2 separate regions of the Mus musculus genome follow, and region 2 is linked to region 1. A link is a contact called in public Hi-C data. All regions are on one chromosome and are shown on one strand. The core of a region is the stretch at or near the end of the contact, and the rest is flanking DNA. Distances in the headings are between cores, read along the strand shown. Region 1 has its middle 64 kb from the start of Gm31096. Region 2 has its middle 16 kb from the start of Gm26204.

Evidence for each region. A called contact is a pair of places that touch in the nucleus more often than the background predicts.
Region 2: a Hi-C map of cerebral cortex shows a contact between it and region 1, with 3 times the contacts expected there. The contact joins two enhancer-like sites. A contact is called at or near these places in 1 of 39 promoter capture datasets (hippocampal neurons) and 2 of 484 Hi-C or Micro-C datasets (cerebral cortex and myocytes).

The regions. Positions count from the first base shown.
Region 1 is chr3:85,184,206-85,187,706 of GRCm38.p6, reverse strand. No RefSeq gene overlaps it. Among named protein-coding and RNA genes, the nearest start is that of Gm31096, 64 kb to the right of the region's middle. Within about 2 kb of position 1,651, at least 71 of the 459 cell types and tissues checked have an H3K27ac peak or open chromatin away from gene starts, as enhancers often do. A contact at or near this core is called in cerebral cortex and hippocampal neurons, where this site is marked.
Region 2 is chr3:85,922,476-85,925,976 of GRCm38.p6, reverse strand. No RefSeq gene overlaps it. Among named protein-coding and RNA genes, the nearest start is that of Gm26204, 16 kb to the right of the region's middle. Within about 2 kb of position 1,811, at least 76 of the 459 cell types and tissues checked have an H3K27ac peak or open chromatin away from gene starts, as enhancers often do. A contact at or near this core is called in cerebral cortex and hippocampal neurons, where this site is marked.

The sequences.
Region 1 (3,501 bases), core at 402-2,901:
TAGCCACGGCCACTATACACTGGCTCACCACGTCTGCTACCACGAGTGCTGGGAAACACCAGTTCAAAGCAGATACTCAGAAGCTATGGAAATGTGTTTTCTTCACACCAGGAGCACAGATCACGGGTCGAAAAAATTCAAGGGGCTTAGGAAAGCTGGCGAAGGGGGAGGCAGACTGAAGCTAGGCAGAGTGGCTGCTGTCAGCAAGGCTGTCTTCCTGTAACTGTATCCCCAGGGACCACAGGTACCTCTGCTCAATCTCTCTCTCTCTCTCTCTCTCTCTCTCTCTCTCTCTCTCTCTCTCTCTCTCTCTGTGGTCACTCAGGATATGATTACTGGCATTAGATGCAAGCACATGTTTCTGATCCATTAGTCTGAGTGAGGCTGAGAAACTGAAAAGGGGGCCACCAGGGTATTGCTGTGATTGCTGGCTGGGTTGGTCTAGTTACCACCTCAAAGAGGAGTGAGGTGGAGGAGAGGAAGGATCTAGCAGATGGGGGGGGGGGGTTACGGAAGCAGAGGGAGATGAGAAAAACACAGGGCACCATCCTGGAGGCAGGAGGACGTTCCCTTAAACTGTTATAATTGTTATAATATGGAGGGTGGAGGTGGGGTGCACATGGGTCCCGGACACACATAGGCACCCACCCACAAAGCAACCCGGAGGCTCAGGCTTCTTCTCCCCCACAGGGGGTTGGCCATCAGCCTGACAACCCTAGCGAGCATTGTTGCTCCGGTATACAGTAGCCCACGCAGCATAAATCTGTCTCCCACGCAGGAACAGCCTGAACAGGAGGCTACAGCCCGGTAATGAAGACGTGAACCGCTGAAATGCCGTGTCAGATGGCGGCGGTGACATCTGAAAGCCGTAATTTGCTGCTCGGCATATTTTTGTTCCAGGTACCAGAGCCTGCACAAACGCTGTCGCGTCTCTCCCGAGGCAGCCGCTCTGCTCTCCAGCCTGGCTCTGGGCCAGGTGGTCTTGGCCTTGCCAACAGGTTTCTTTGGTGGAGAGCTCAAGAAGTCTTTGCTTGGATCGTCTGACCAAGCAGAAACCGGGGAGTACCATGAGGTTAAAAGCACCCCTTACTCCCCAAAGTGCAGGTCGCTTGAACCGCCCGTATCCCCTCACCCCAATCTAGTGACCTGACTTCTTAAAGGGTGACTTATAAGGGATCAAAATAATTTTAGCCATGCCAAGGCTGGAGGGCTCTTAAAAAGGAAAGATTACTACAAGCAAGGCACAAGAAACACAGATCTGTTGTTCAGAGCGGCTCGCTCCTTTTTCAATCAGCAGCTTCTCCATTCTTTCTTTCTCTCTTGGTTGATACCTTCCCAGAAGCCCAGCCAAGCAGACAAGCAATTTCTATAAGTATAGGCCTTCAAATGAAAGGTTGTCCTTTGAGCCCTCACTGGCTACCTGGCACTTCAGTGGAATCAGTACCCGTGTTCTAGCCTCTGTCTGTAAGCGAAGAGGGATCTCCCACGGGCACACTCAGGCTATGCTTAAACCACAGGAACTGGGAGATTCACGGTCTGGGCCTAGAGTGGGGCCTTTCACAGCTTAATCCTCCCAGCTGGGCCTCAGCTCCGCAAGCCGCGCATACATCTGTTGACCCGCTGCTCTCTGGATGGCCTCCCTGCCAGGCTCGCTGGAGTGGGCGGAGAGGATAAAGTGACAGTGAACAACAGGAGTCTCAGCTCCTGGCCTGGGTTCCTGAGAGCACAGGCTGCAAAGCAGGCTTAACAGCCTCCAGAAACGCCCGCCCGGAGGGGCAGGGGCAGGACAAGACCTCTTTCACTTAAGTGGAGGGTTTACCTCAAGGACAGGATCTCAAGGACTCCTAGGTGCTCGGTGTAGAATCACCCTGAGACTGGGAGGCACTCTGTAAATGCTTCCCTGGAAAACTTCCGTTGGGCAAACTACTGGGACCAGCAGGTTATTCATCTCCCACAGCATGGTGGTCCAAAGGCAACAGGGAGCAGGCAACAGACTTCTCCACACCCAGAAAAGCCCGCTGTCACCTTCGCTGCTCACGGGCACACTGTCCAACACTGGCTCTTTGAACCACAAACATTTTCTCACCTAGCCAACAGCATAACCCACTTCATAAACTGTGATCATGGGGTCACGCGGAGAGATGATAGAAGACTCGCTTGTTAAATGCAACGTTTTAGGGTTGTTTTTTCCCACTCCTGTATCATTGAGATTAAATTTATGTGTTTTGCTGAAATTCACCTTTTTTATACCTCATTCTTCCACTCCTATGAACGCATGCTTTCATGTAAATTGCATTACAATCAAGATAGAAAACATTTCTACAGTCCCCAGAAGTTCCCGCACGCCCCTTTCTAATCAATCCTGACCCCTCAGCCCCAGCTCCAGGCAGCACTGATCTATTTTCTGTCCCTATGGTTTCCGCTTCTTTCCAGAATGGCACATAAATAGAACCGTACAGTATGTGTACGGCTTCCTGAGTCAGGCTTCGTTCACTTAGCATGATCCATGACTGTGTTAGTAACGTGTTTTCTCTCATCGCTAAGAAGCATGCAGGTATCTGTCACCCATTAACCAGCTGAAGGACGTCTGGATTGCTTCCAGTTTGGGGTGATTATGAGCAAAGTCAGAGTGAACACCCAAACTCGGGGGTTGGTGCGATTGGAAGTTATCATTTCAGTAAATAGCCTGAGCCAGATTGGCTGGTATCAGTGCATTCATAGCTTTGAAAAGTAACTGCCAAACTGTTTTCCAAAACAATCGCAATTTATTCCCACCGGCAGCATAGCTATGATTGTTCCATGGTCCCGTGTTTTTCTGACATGGTTGCAGCTTCTTGTTTGATTGCTATTTTCATGGGTAACTAGCTGTAATTAATTGTAGTGGTATTTTAGTTGTATATCAACAGCGATGCCAAACCCTTTTGTGTGCATACTTACCATCTATATGGCTTCTCTGATAACACATCTGTTAAGATGGTTTGCCTGCATTTTATAGAGCAGTCTGGTTTTTACTTACTACCAAACTGTGAGATTTCCATCTACACACAAGCTCTTTCCCAGATATGTGATTTACAGATGTTTTCTCCACATGTTATTTTTCTTATTCTCTTTATTTTTGGTGTTGTTTTCCATTTCCTTTATTTTTTATTTCTTGAAGAAAAAAAAAGTAAGTTTTTATCAAATCAAGTCTAGTTTATCAGTTAGATAATCTCTTTGGTTTGTATCCAAGAACTCACTGCTTAAGTCAGAACCACGGAGATTTTTCTCCTGAGTGTTTTATAGCAGTCTGTGTCAATGCTGTCTTCTCCTCTGTTTATGTTTATGTAACCCCGCCCACACCACGCTCAACAGTCTGTCCTTCCCTGTATCCAGAGTCTGCTGCCAGTGTGTGCATAGCATTCTCTGGGACTCCCTGCCCTGTTCAATTGATCTAAATGCCTGTCCTTTCTACAGCCTATCCTTTCTGCAGCATGGTTCTCATCATTCCTGTGATAAACGCCT
Region 2 (3,501 bases), core at 562-3,061, 740 kb before region 1:
AATGAGAGATGATGATGATGGTGATGATGGATGGTGACGATGACATGACAATGATGACGACAATGATGAGGAATACCCTTTGGAAAAGCCAACACTTAACTAGCATGAAATGATTTCATGTTAGTTTTTCCTGTTGCCTTCAAAAACTCTGTGAAATATTGTATCTCCATTTTATGTATGTGGACAGTTTATAAGATCCATGCTAAAAATAGATACATTGAACAAGGCTGAAGCATTCCAAATATATGGGATTTGTGATTCATTAGCTTGAGCTCTGCCTAGAACGATGAAGGAAATTTTTATCATGGAACAAAAACAAACATCAGGATATATCAATGCCTTCCTGTGTGTGGACATAGCTAGAAAGCATATACATTTGTCAGAAATTTTTATGTTGTAAATGACAAAGCTCGAATAAAAATCACTTAGAAAAAACAATAAAAGGGAGGATAGGCTGGCTCAGGAGTGGAAAGGGCTGAGGGTAGATGGTTAGCCTTAAGGTTCAGCTATGACTGAGTCCAAGGGCAAGTTTAGCTCCATGAAAGTAAAGTCATATCTTGGATGCACGGTGCAGGACAGGAGTGGCCAGGGTTGTCCTGAGCCAGGGTAGGAAGCTCACATACCTCAAGTGACAGACTTGGGTAGGGAGCCAGCAGTTTCCATGGGAACATCAGTTGCTTTTAGAAGAAAGAATGGTTGGTAGACATCAAGCCTAGCAGATCTCTACAACCAGTCCTGCCTTCAAGGCGTGCTCCCCCTGCCTCAGAAATTCTTACTCTTAGAACTATGTCTTTATGACTTGAGCCTCAGGAGTTCTCTTCAGTACTGTAGATATTCTGAGGCAAAGGTTTGCAATGCCGGTGGTATATTAGAGTCACGTGGGTAGCCAAAAACTCTTTTGGGAATGTGGGTGTCTGAGCTCACCATCTTAAGCTCATCAATGGGCTGGCGGTACAGCATCAGTTGTAGACCGCTTTCTTAGCTTTCCTGAGGCCATGGGTCCATATGCAGTACTGAAAAAGGAAGCAAGCAAACAAAACCATCCACACTCCAAACTTTGACCCTACTGGAAGAGTTTGAAAGGAGCAGTACTTTGTGCACAGTTGAGAGCCTATCTCTCGGACCTTCCTTCTCCTCCCTTGCTCTTTCTTCTTGATGTCAGTGTCTGTGGCCATTTAGTAGTTGCCTCAGGAACACTGACAGAGCTAAGTATAACGGAACTGCATGAAGAGAATGTATTGTATCATACACCACCTTGTTCCGGGTTTCTGCACACTAGATTTCTACTGTGTCACTTTGGGACTTACTGTCTCCAAGATATGAGAAAGGATGGGTAACGTGAGGAACCTTTCCAGCCCTGTAGGGGAGGAGATCGGATTGTGGGGCAGGACTGTTTACAGTCCATGTAGCATGTGGAAGACAACCAAACCCACTGGAATCCAAAGAATGCCGAGCCTTAGGAGTTCTTGCTAGCATGTGGAAAGTCCCACAGAGAAGAATAATCTCCACTTGTTTGAGGGCTTCCTTCAATATGACTAAAGGACGGTGTGGGGGAGAGGGCGGGCGCTACAGCTGGGTAGGTTTTTGTTTGTTTTAGTTAAATGCTCAAGGCACTAAAGTAGTGTTTATTACAAGGGAAATATCACACAGACTATCAGTTTGGGCTTGTAAATTTCCAATTTGAGAGTTGAAGGAAAATGGTCACAGTTTTAAATTGGATTTAAAAAATCGGTCAGGAAAGGAATCTAAGCAGCTTTGCTGAGGCCTCCGTGCTGCAGTACCACCCATGGCCACAGGGATGCAGTGCAGCTCAGCAGACAGTAGGAACCCTGGAGAGGCGGGTTCCAGGGAATCCTCGCTAGGGCAGTAAAAACCGACCTCCTGGAACCAGGGGGAAGACATTCTTTATCCCTGCCATCCATGTCGCCCCTCAGTTCTAAGCTCTGTGGTTTATTAAACGACAGTTACTACAGGCTTATTGCACGTTCCCTTACTCCAGTGCGCAGTGGTCTTGCCTTGGGAAAAATTTCGAAGTAATAGAAATATCTAATGATGAAGGGCTGGTAAAATGACTTGCTAAATGTTCATACAAAAGAAAACAGTGCAGCTATGTAACTGTGTTCCAGACATTATTTTAAAGGCAGGGAAAATGATAAACGAGAATAAATTTTGTAAATAAATAAATAGCCCGTTATGGTGACAAATTTGTAACCCCCTGTACTCAGGGGGCTAAGTAGGGCAGGGGGATTACAAGTTAGAGACTAGCTTGTGTCTCACAATGGGACTTTATCTAAAAAAGAAAAAAAGAAGTGTGTGTGTGTGCCTGGGAATTGAGGAGGTGGCTTAGCTAGTAAAGTGCTTGCCGCTAAGCACGAGGACCTGAATTTGGAAAGCAGGGCGCTGTAACCCTAGAGCTGCAGAGGCAGACGGGAGGATCCCTGGGGTCTGCTGGTCAGCTCGCTCTAGGTTCAGCAAGACCCTGGCTCAGAAGCTAAGGTGTCAGGTAGTTAAGGTAAGTCACTCCCATGTAAACCTCCATTTCATGAATGCCCGAAAAATAGGCATATGTGTGCCCACAAATACCCACCCCCGCAGTCAAACAACGACAATAACAAAAGCAAAGTCCAGATACCCAAACGATTTGAGATTCTAGTGTTCTTAAAGTGTTTAAGAGGCACATACACATAATAAAATCTCTAATTGGTAGACTTATTGTTGAAGTCTAATTTTCCTCTTATGTTTTATAATTTTATAAAATAAGAAACAAAAGCACTTTTATAGTTAGGAGAAAATTATTGAGGAAAATAACGGAACAGATGGATATCCAGTCTTGCACGTGAAGAAGAGGACAGATCCTAGCTAGCTGAGGCTGGAGATGCTTGCTGTATTGGCCCACGTTTGCTGACTGATAGGCTGGCTCGCCCTTAATGTTAGCCAGGGATGGAGAAGCCGACTCAAAAGGCCTTGGAAAGAGCATTTCAACAAATCACTAATTAGTCGTAATTATATGTGATTATTGACTTTCTTATGGATTTAAAATTTCCCTGTAGTAAGCACACACAGTTTATTTAAAATACTTACAAATAGAAGTATATATGCAAATATTGGCTATTGAATTGTCACTTATATTTTCCTTTAGTTTAGTCTTTGCACTTATTTTCTTAGCATTGACTTTATGAAGCTATCAAGTGAGCCATCTTGCAGTGCCCTGCTCTCTAAATTTGCCTGACTATTTCTCGAGGTGCCCTTGAATACACCAGATGTATTTCCTGGAAACAGGAAATTAAGCCATAGGCAGGAAGAGATTCAGGTCACATTTTTTTTTTTTTTTTTTTTTTTTGGGCAGGCGTATGTGCTGGGAAATGCTGTGTACGTCATAATTTATGCTATTGGGAGTCATAGCAGGTTGTCCCAGTTCAGGGTCAGTCCGTGGTCACTTGGCCTCATGCCATTGGACAGAACATGCTCACAGGAGACTATGCTAGGAGAGGCTCTTCACCA